2 separate regions of the Gasterosteus aculeatus genome follow, and region 2 is linked to region 1. Evidence: chromatin contacts called from public Hi-C data. All regions are on one chromosome and are shown on one strand. The core of a region is the stretch at or near the end of the contact, and the rest is flanking DNA. Distances in the headings are between cores, read along the strand shown.

Region 1 (5,672 bases), core at 1,551-4,050:
ATGAAATCTCTTATTAAAACTATATTTATTAATGCATGACGGGATTTAGGTTTATTCTGAGGAACACAGCCATCTATTAATGATGTGAATACATGTATATTGACAAAAATATGAATCTATAATCCAGAGAATGTTAAGCATGGCTAAAAGGCAGGCAGTTATTTGAATTGTAATTCAAAACAATCCTTTCTCCTGAGACTAGTAGTAGGAAGCACAATGGCAAACCCTTTTTCCTTCGGCATATTTTTCCTCCCCTCTACTCCTACCTCATCTGACTCATCCGTTTCATCCTTGTGATAAATTATGGTAATCAGGCTGAGCTGGATATTGTCAAGCATCAGCAGTACGTAGTGTACTGTGTTGCACAGACAGATTACTTTTCTCATTTTTAGCTAATTACAGTCCTTTCTCACCAAATAGCTGCATAGGTTACTGACAGGGGAGTAGCTCTTTGATTCTGAGCCATCATACTGGGGATCACTTATTACTGCCGTTTGAAGGAACTTTTGCCCAAGCGACGTTTCCCACTAAACTACTTAATTGGAACGTTACTTTGCTAACTTAACGTGGAGTGTAACCAATGCATAGTTCCTACAGCATTCGCTTTTCTTTGTCTTAAATAACAGAAATTGCTCTAAAACGAAGAAAAAGTGACACTATAGTGAAAAAAAAATGTACAATAAAGTATGGTTTTATTCTGGATTTCTTTTGTCTGCAGAGAAACCCATGCGTGCAGCCGCTCCCATATGGTCGCGTGACATTCCTGGTTTCCGTCAAGTGGACTTGGTTTGACACCCAGTAAGATTAGTTGTTGAACCGCTCCGTTCAATACAAGTCTGTTCAATTCAAGTCCAGCACTGCTGAGGTGCCCTTGAGCAAGCAACACCCACTCAACACGATCTGTGAGAATCAGACCCGTCAAACAGTTTCAAAACACTAAAAGACACACGTACATGAACATGTATAGAACATCTGAGGGGGTGGAAACTAGTTGACTTAAAGGACAAGTGTGCATGTGCGCCCATTGAGATTGATCAAGAGTGCTCTAAATCTACAGAGCTGGAATGAATATTTAGACTAGTTTCTAGTGTCTCAACGCCATCCTCTCCTCTAAAGACCATTCAGATGGATCCATGGAGGCTGAGCACAGCGCACAGTTGAATCAATACCCCCCTGTTTGTTGGACACTCCAGTCAGGGTCACGCATACGGCAGAGCCTTCAGGGGGCACATACAAAGATGAGTGCTGGGGCATTGAAGAGCGTTGAGGCAGATTGGAGCTTTATTTATAAGATATTGGATTGGAATAATTAGCATCATGAATGTCATTTTAATCTCTTATATCACATTAGCTGTCTCTTGGCAAGGTGAAGGATGATGAATGAGGGGATGAAGAAAGCTAATCACTGATAAATAGCGCCATTTATGGAAAAATTGCAAAACTATTTTCTGTTCTACACAACAGAGATGGATGTGTCAGTAAAAATATCACCCCTTTGTTAAATCTACAAAGGATATTTGTCTCTATTTTTTTAGTGTTCAAAGGAAAGATCGGAGTAATTTTCTCCTTAAAATAATGTGTTTATTCCACCAAAGGGAGAATAGTCTATTAAACGATGAGAAAATATGTTTTCTTGTCAAATACGGCATTTTGTCTCGCTGATGATATTCATTCTGTGAGCCTGTCGTTGGACCGTAGACCACAGTTTGTCGTACTGTTGCTTTTTATGTTAAGGCGAGGCCAGTGAGACCTGCGAACAAGCAGACGTGGGCATTAATACACCCTGAACCGCGCTCCTCTTGCGCATATTCCTCCTGCGAAAAGAGCAGTGAGGACATCTTTTTACTTCTTTTGCAGTTGACCCACTATATATTGGAATGTATTAAATATTTTCCTGAGATACAAAATAGTATGGTATGTGTAATGGAACCCACAGTGGTTATAAAGTGGAACACACAGTGGTTTAAAAAAAAAAAAAACTTGTTTTATATGTTTAGGTGGTCACCTCAATATGACAAAACCATGAAATGGTTATCTTATCAAGAACATCAGAAGTTCAACAGCAAATTATATTGCGATAATTTGGTTCATGTAACACAGAATCTATAATATCTCACCATAATGAGCAGGACATGATATTATAGTTAAGTTATAAAAGTTATAAAAAGTAGGCTACAAAATAGAAAAAACTATTGGCATCATCTTATTTTAGAACTAACAGTAGAATTGTCATTTATACAGTGCTTTGCTGTACGCACTCTGAAAGGTACCCTACGGGTCTTGGTCCCCGTTTACCCAGTCTACAGTCTCTCTGGTCCACGTATGACCAGTCTACTTAGTCTCTCTGGTCCCACTGTTCTTCTTTATAGGTGCATTAGATGAACATGATCAAACAGCAGAAAGCCTCACAGCCATGACTGTAGTTAAATAGTTCCTGCGTCATGTCAGAAGTCTCCATTGGAGGAGCCATCAAATCAGCCCGTTTCAGGATTCAATATTTGTTAAAGCCTGCATGCACAACTGCTTAGCTCGGGTCACAGGGGTGTGGCACTGAAGAGGCTCGCTAAGTGTTGCAATTACTCACACTGATTAAGACAGATAGGTACAGTAGCCCAGTGATCTGACCCTAACTGAGCGTAACGCAAGCAACCGTTTCAGACATTTACATGGAAGTTTGATTTTAACAATACTGCTGTTTTTCAAAAATATATATTTAGAAAAATGCAATACTGAGAAAAAAAACATTAGAACAATATCGAGAGCAAAATGCAATTGGTTACGCCCACTTCCTGTTGTGATTGCTTTTAAAATAGCTTTACCTGTACTCCCCCCCACGGACACCGACACCAGAACTAGGCACAAACTCCAAAAAGGTTTTAATCAATGTTTTCAAGTTTTTTTTAAATGCGCAGAAAAAAACATCAACCAAGATTATTCCCGCTTTGCGTTACGGGGCTCATTGTCCTCATCGGCCACCGTATGATGACGTGGTCTGTGCTGTAAAGCCTTAATACAAACTTACCATAGACAACACGTCAACGTTAGCGGTCTCTTTTTTTTTTTTAGCTCATTTCGTCAACATTTTGTTGTGTTGATTGTTAAAACGTTCAACTCCACTGGTTGAAGATGAGGCGCGCCGGTTTGGGTGAGAGGCAGCCTGGTTTTTAAGCTCATACGTAGCCTGCTTTCCAGATAACGCCGCTTAACAACACAGCTAGCTTACGTAAGCTAGCTGTGTTGTTAGCATATGTGCATGAAGGTGTGTTGTTGTTGTTAACGGACAGAAATCGACGGCGTTCACGAATAATGTTTTAATCATCGTCCCCGTTCCGTTAGGCGAAGGAGGCCCCGGGAATTATGTGGCGAGTGGATACAGCGTGTATGAGGAGGAGAACGAACATCTGCAGGAGGGACTGAGAGCCAAAGTCAGCGCTTTGAAAAGTGTAAGGAACCACTAATGATGGTTCATTCAAAAACATGGACGGCGAATACTACACGAACTATCGGTTTTAAATGCAGTATTGATATTGATGTTCATTTCATTGATATTCACAGCTGTCTATCGACATTGGAACGGAAGTCAAGTATCAGAATACAATGCTGGGCGATATGGCAAGTTCCACTTTCCTTATTAACAACATATACAGGGAAGTGGTGCATAAAAAGTATTTGAGTATTGAGTAGTATGTTAATTGGTTACCGATTAAGCTATAAAAATTAAAGCTGAGTAGTTTATAATAAAGGATGATCCTACTGTTTATATTAAAAATCAATATAACATTTAGAATTAAAACAACTTTATCTTGACAATTTAATATTCCTCTGTGAAATGTAATGGAGTTTTTGAAGTACCTCACAATTGTACTATCATATCCCAGTGATGCCTGGACCTAAACCTTTTTAATCCTTCCACATTAGGACACGGACTTTGACTCGACAGGCGGCCTGCTCGGTGCGACCATAGGCCGAGTGAAGCAGCTGTCCAGAGGCAGTCAGACCAAACTGCTGTGCTACATGCTTCTCTTCTGTCTTTTCGTCTTCTTTGTCCTGTACTGGTTCATCAAGCTGAGGTGATAGGAGGCCGAGTTACTCCCCAGTGTGTGCCGCTCCGATGAGTCTCAAAACGGCTTATTCTGTACCCATTCAAAGTAGTTGAATTGAATTTAAAAAAAGAAATAAAACAAATTGAGTTATGAAATAACTCTGGGGTTCCACCACATGGTATCATCAAAACATAAGTAAAATGGATGAGAGATTAATGAGTGTGAATTAACATTTTTATGTATATCTGACACTGGATGAGACAGAACAGTGAATGTTTAACCACTGTAAAACCTTTGATGCAATCAGCGGCACGTTATGAGATGTGATAAGAGTGGATTGGAAATCTGTCAATACGTTGTGTTATAGTGTGTTCTACGTTGCCATTTGAGGCAAATAATTGAGTATTTTTGCTTTTAACAATGAATGGATGTATTGCATCAGTTGGCAACCATTCAAAAATGAATGAGAGTATAGTTTCATTTCTGTTAACATGTTTTTTTTATGTGAATAAACACATTCTATGATCTGAATTTAACAGAATGAGTGTGCTGATTACACATACAGAGAATACATTGCAAATATTAAAACTTCTATAAATTAGTCAATGACATGCAATGTGGAAATTAAAAATATATAATTTTTACAGACACTGCAGAGTCTATTTAAAAAGATTTAAGTCTTGGTAAAATGACACTAATACAATTCAACTGTAGGCTGTTGATGTTGTATGCCCCTGAAAACAAAACAATAAAATGCTATATAGTTTGTCACATAATATAACTGCACTTAGGTGACTTGTGTTTAGCAATAAATTGACTCATTATCTGCTATGGAGCAGCGTGCATCGGGCAGTCTGGATCAGATGTTTATGACTTCATTTCTTGGGTAGTGTGTCCATGTATTTGCAGATGATTGCCAGCATCACCTCATCGGCACCTCCACCAATTGAAAGTAACCTAGAATCTCTGTGGAAAGGAAACAAATGGAATACATAAAGGTGTTTTCTCTAACAATAACCATACAGTTGGGTTTTTGTGCCTCAGCATTGTGCGTTATGAACACCTTGATCAGCTACAATATATGCCCCATCAGTAGGTGTCAGCAAAGTCAAAAATAAGTCATAACGATTCAAATTCAGTCCAAAAGTGGGCATCAGATGACTGAGACTAATTGCATGTCTTCAATAATTATTATTGCATGAACATAGCATGAACCGTCAATCCACTTTTTAAAGGTTTTTCATACAGAGACCGTGTCCCTGCACACGCTCACCTGTAGAATCTGCTGACAAGCACGTCGCTGGTGAAGCCCATGCCTCCCCAATACTGGAGGCAGCTGTCGCCCACCTCCCTGGCCAGACGGCCGGCCTTTAACTTGGCCATGGATGCCAGTTTGGTGACATCGTTGCCTTTAATGTACAATGCTGCAGAAAAAAAAAGGAGGGAAAAAAAAGATGGAAGTAGTGACAAAAGCGTGGAAGATTGAAAAATGTCCATGTGGATAAAATGATGTAGCGAGGGGAACAAAGAATAAATGTGGTCCAATGGTCAATGGTGGCTAATGAATGCCTCCATAGTGCGAACCCTCCAGAGGAACATGTGTGAGCTGCATGGGTTTTCACCATTTCA
Region 2 (5,672 bases), core at 1,692-4,191, 140 kb after region 1:
AGTAAATGACTCATCAGTCACCCGTCAGCGTGGGTCACCGCGATCAAATAAACGCGCAGTGTTTCCCCTAAAGTTGTATCAGAGGGGGCGCCCCGTGGACAGACATCTACCCCCCCCCCCCCCCCCCCCCCCCGAAGTTGTAATCAAATGGGGAAACACTGAACGAGGGTCCATTTATTTGCCTTGTCACACGCACACAATTCTACACCTTCAGCTTAACATCATTCTTCCTCCACCCACCCTTCAAGTTGTGTGTCCAGAGAATGAGTTGACAGCATCAAATCTCAATCAGCACTACGTATAACCCGCCCTGCGTCCCCTTCCACTAGCCAGATGTTGCGGTCAGTTCGTGGAGCACGATGAATGACGTGAACCCCGGCTTAAAATGGTTGGACAAAACACGACCAGTACCAAGCAGTAAGTATCAGATTAAGTAATAAAGAGAGAGACACACAGAGTAATATTCCCCTCCGATCAAAGGTGGCCGTGGGTTTCAGTGTACAACAAAAGGATGCGTGGTCTCCGATTTCATTTCCCTGAGAGCTGACAGGCCCCCGCAGCAAAGTAAATACAGTCAGTGCACTGTGTCGTCAAATAATAGGACCAGTGTTTCGGCTGAACACACAGTATGCAGGTGTTTACAGCGCACGCCGTGATAAGTAAAGGTAAAGGTAGGCGAATATGTGTATGATCTACACTAAGTCTCTCCCGATGGTTATATCTGCTTATACCACAGTTCCTCGCATCACGTAAGCACGTAAGTATTTGATGTCTGCATGTGCACCAATCCCAAAGCTGGCGCGAGCGACGCATCCAGCGAGAAGCAACTGAGGCTCTGATTACACCTGGAGACTAAATGACTTCGTATCTGGGCTCGATCTGCGTCTTTGGGTGGATTTCTGCAACAAAAGACTTCCGTGCTGTCTAAACAACTATGACAACTATACAATGACCTTGAATTATTAGATCACAGAAATTGTCTTTCTTGTGAAACAACCAGCCAACTTAACGTGACAATATTATCAAGGCCAGTCCTCATCGTTGACCAAAACAAATGTCATTGCTGTGTACGAGCCAATCAGAGGACAGACTTCTCTTAATCTGTTGTTGAAAATAAACAACAGATTGAGAGAAATTTCAGAACTCCTGTCAGCTCCATCTTCCTCAACTCTGACCGATGAGTTGACGGAAAAGCACTTCCTTTTTATCTTATCTGTTGATGTGTTTTTCAACCTAGGCAGAAAACACTCGAGGCAACGCATGAAGAGACTTGCATTCACGTTGACCCCAAACTGCAATCTACCATCAAAACAATCTTCACTGGAGGGAGATGAAATGTCTGGCTGGATGGACCTGATATCTATGAATAATTGAGAGTTGGTCACCTTCCGAATGGTACACAGCCACACTAGAAGGTCACAACTACCCGTCAAAGTCAAAACAAATCCAGCACCCGGCGGTGCATGGAGGGCCCAGTGAGTAAGTGTCTATATCCAATATATAGAGCTACAATGCGGCTTGGCTCAGTCTGCTCTTGGCAAATTGAAAGTGCACAAGTGGGTAAGCACAAATCTTCATTGTGACCAAGCACGACTGATTGCATTTTCAAACACCGCCACGGAGAAATGCAAAAGGACTCAAACGGGGGAGACCATACTTCACACTTTTGGTGTTTGGATGGGTGTGTCCGCAAGTGACAGAAATGGAAGCCAAGATATAATCTCACGCGTTAATGATTAATTATACAATACGTCCTGTTCAAATCCCAACGCATCTCGACACAGTTGATGTAATTGCTTTGGAGTTCGACTGAATTTGGCTTCTATCAGTAATATGCAATCAAGTTGGCTAAATAGTTACTTGATTTATTCAGATAAGACGATGGTCCATGGACCGCCGTCTTATCTGAAAAAGAAATCTGCACATTTATGAATGTGCTACCGTAGCACATTCGTAAATGTGCAGATTTCTTTTCGACACCAGTGTTTCGACTTGAAGTATTCATTACTACACAATGCCAGTAGTTGAACACGGGACAGGTAGATCTACCTTTTCCTTCCTAAACACGTGATTAGCTGTGGTCGTGGTTAGAGAAATGTCAGTTTTGTAGGATGTGCAGAATCAATGCAATGAGCGCTAGAGCTTCAGCCAATGCAGGTTTACCTTGCTCGGGATCCTCAGGCTCTCCACGGGGCTGAGGTCTGCCATGCTTTCCTGGGGGCTTTTCAGGCCCTGTCAAAATAAGAAGTCACTGATAAATTTCCCAAAGCCCCAGAAAGTAAAGTGACTGTAACGGTTTACACAGTTGGCACCTGTGCCTGTCGTGACTTAGCTTAGCGCACCACTGCCTTCAACAAAAAAGTGGAAGTGACGGAGAGATTTTGTGATAACGACAGGCTCTCTTGTGTAGTGGGGAACCGAGGAGCTTAACATGACTGCAGTGCAGGAGGAGAACATGACCGCCCGTTTTACACTGTTATGCCCTGTTCGTGTGCTTTTCTCAAGAAGGTAACGTTAAACTCGGCGCACGCGGGTATTTCCCTCACTACACCTGTATTTTCTTCACGTGGGGTAAATTGTTGAGGAATTGTGACTCAGCCGATGAATAAGCTGGGGCTATTCGGCCTGAATGTACCCTTTAATTGAGCCCCACGACGAGCTGTCAAATTAGCCAGTTAGCCTAGCTAGCTAGCAAGCTAGCCACTTGCAGCTGTCAGGGACAAAGGGGCTGCGCTGCTTCGCTCACCTGCCGGGACATAAGGGACTTGATCTTCTGCATTGTGAATCCAACTTGTGGCAGCGTACAAATAAACGAGCAAAGTTGTAGTTTGTTTTTGTTGTCAACGATGCGCCTCCATCACTACCAGGTGGAAGCCATAGTTGACCGTCACGTGACTGGTACGGAGCGAACGAGGAAATGGCAAAGGACGCTGGGAAAGGTAGTTTTTGTTTTGGAGTTTTGCTTGAGACACCTGTCCGAATCTCACGAGGGTAAACAAGAGAACATATTTAGATTAAATTAAAAAAATATGATGTTGAGAACTAAAATAATGTATGTTAAATACAGTATTATTGTAGAGCAATAATATTCTAATACATGTTTTACTTCCTCACACCACTGGATGGTAGTATCTAACATCACAGAATATAATACCAGACATCAAGTTTCTTCTGCGTCCCTGAAGAACCGACTCTACTTCTGTGTGCTCACCGTTAATTGTATGTGTCAGGTGAGACATTTTGATATATCGCAGCTGCCAAACTATTGATGAATATGGGTCTTGGAAACACCCATCTCTCACTGTCAAGGCTTACCAGGACACTTAAAGAGAGTGTTCATGTTATTCTATGTATTATGATAATGTTGTGTCAAGATGTCGTCTTTGAAAAATGCCACTATTGCTCTTAAGGTTATACTGAAATAACCTTGACTGATCTACTTAAACAGCTAAGTATCAAGAATGTAACTAACTTAATTTCAACCATTACTATTCTTAAATAGGACACATTTTCGAAAACATATACTAGTTTAAACTTTCCAACAGTTTAAAGTAAATCAAATTTGATTATCTTGCACCTGCTACAACATTAAAATCCTGCTGCCATGTGGGTGCATCAGTTATTAGTTAGTAATCCAATATAATTATGTACTGTATTATTGGAATGTATGTTTTTCTACATAATCAGTCATTTTAATTGTCTTTATTTATTCTTTTATCCAAATTTCCGGATATAAGTATACTTGAGCAAAACTGTCTGTCACTTTCTGCATATGTACTATGATTTCAATACTGTTACTATTAGATACATATCATCTAGTCTCAAACATAATAAATGTAACAGTTTATAACTATGTTTTATTTTATTGTTATGTTTAGTAAACCAATAAAAAACGGTGCGTGCAAACCCATTCAGCCTGTTTTCTAACTGCCCCCTTGGGTGCTATTGCAAGCAGCAGGTTAAAGGCTGCAAACAGGCAGCAGCTCCAGTGAGTTCTAGTTCCTGGTTGATGAAGCCTCGGGCTATTTCCCAGTCAAATGAAGGTGAGGTCTCTCTCCCTCTCTCCTTAGGTGAATTTCCTCTGTTGATTCTGAAGCACTCATCCACAGTGCGAAGCCTCCCTTAAAGCACACTTTGAAACAGAACAGATGGCAAGCCTTACCCGGAGATGCCGCCACAAAGACACCACACACTTAGTTGCTCAGTTCATCCGCCATAATTAGAGCTGGACTCCATAAAGTGCTTGTTGTTATGCAGGGATCCGTCATGGGAAGCATCCTTACGATCCTCAGCAGTGCAGCAGCTCTCTATGTGCATTCAGTCCAAAGTTCAGGATTATATTACAGTGAACAAGCAAACTAACATCAGTGCAATAATTTGTCTTCTTGACATTTAGTGTCAATATTCTACGATAATAATTTCTCCATTGTATTATTTAGTTGTAACTGAGTCCATAGTTTTCTGGGAACAAACCACCTAAAGTTTTAAAGCTTGTGAATTTGGACATTTCACTGTGACGGCATTTGGAATGAACTTGACTGGAAGCACTCAGCGTATGAGTATGCGTACATTGGGGTCAATCACAATAATTTGATAAAAAAGCTGAACCGTAGCAGAAGTGGTACATTAAAGTTGTGCAAAGTAACAGCAGAGCGAGTGCAAGTCTCAATTAATTGTATTATTATTATTATTATTATTACACCTCTCTCTTACGAACACACAGGCAGACGAGCAAGCACACACATTTTTATAAAGCCTCCCGCTGAATCATCCGTCTGTTGTCATATCGCGGCAGGTACACCGAATACCGATGCAACAAGGCCGAGAGCAACGGCCACTCTGCACCAATTTAAGACAACAAATACAACTCAAACACTTGTGAGAAGACAGCTCATTGCCAAGACGGGAGACAAGGAGTGACTGTGAAGAAGCACAACTGACATCGTTGCTGGCTTCAGCTATTTTTCTTTTTTTTTTATGATCTGTGATTGAGAAAGTGTTCATTTCAAGCCATTAATGCAAATTCCATCCATGAAAAAGACATATAAAGTGTAAATATAAATGGCAGAATAGAGTATGTATTTTTGAAAATGACCCAGAGAAGTAAACAGTTATATCTTTAATTAAAGTACAAAACAAGCATATGAATGCAAACTGTACAATCATTTAGGAATCGTTAATCCTTCTTCTTGCTTTAGCATTTCATTACATCCAGCAGGAGCAAATGCTACATTTGCAGAAACAGGGTAAAGTGTTTCTATTGGAATAAATAGACAAACAGAAATAGAATGAAGACTCTGCCGTATAATCCATGTACAATATTTACAATTAACCTAAATATATTTCATACAAGAGAATGTATTCATTATAACACTTGTCACAAAACAGACTCTCATTGACGGGAATTTAAAATTAGAAATATATTATTGAATTTTCAAATAAAACCGTAGTATATAAATTTGAACATGTTGTGACCAGTTTGGGTAGCTAAGGTGTATCTCACGAGATCATGGTTAATAGTTACTTGCTTGGTTTAATACGACCTCAAGCTTTGAACGCAAAGACCAAAACGGTTTGAAAACTTTGTACTTTTAACATAAATAAAAAATATGGTCAGCAAAAGTCATTTAACATCTGTTCCAAGCTGTGGACAGTAACAGTGCAGGTTGTGT

Evidence for each region. A called contact is a pair of places that touch in the nucleus more often than the background predicts.
Region 2: a contact with region 1 is called in a Hi-C map of skeletal muscle, with 4 times the contacts expected there. The contact joins the promoter of vps50 here to the promoter of bet1 in region 1. A contact is called at or near these places in 3 of 6 Hi-C or Micro-C datasets (skeletal muscle and whole body).

Annotation. Positions count from the first base shown.
Region 1 is chr10:11,225,701-11,231,372 of fGasAcu3.hap1.1, forward strand. bet1 (Bet1 golgi vesicular membrane trafficking protein) reads left to right here and starts at 2,801. Exons shown (of 4, transcript XM_040188827.2): 1 at 2,801-3,145; 2 at 3,337-3,443; 3 at 3,556-3,612; 4 at 3,919-4,574. The coding sequence starts at 3,127. The coding sequence ends at 4,074. It overlaps LOC120826477 (zgc:85777), which reads right to left. Exons shown (of 9, transcript XM_040188826.2): 8 at 5,317-5,467; 9 at 4,524-5,009. The coding sequence ends at 4,919.
Region 2 is chr10:11,366,214-11,371,885 of fGasAcu3.hap1.1, forward strand. It overlaps vps50 (VPS50 EARP/GARPII complex subunit), which reads right to left and starts at 2,942. Exons shown (of 28, transcript XM_040188507.2): 1 at 2,747-2,942; 2 at 2,164-2,232. The coding sequence starts at 2,779. It overlaps hepacam2 (HEPACAM family member 2), which reads right to left. Exons shown (of 7, transcript XM_078081734.1): 7 at 5,105-5,672.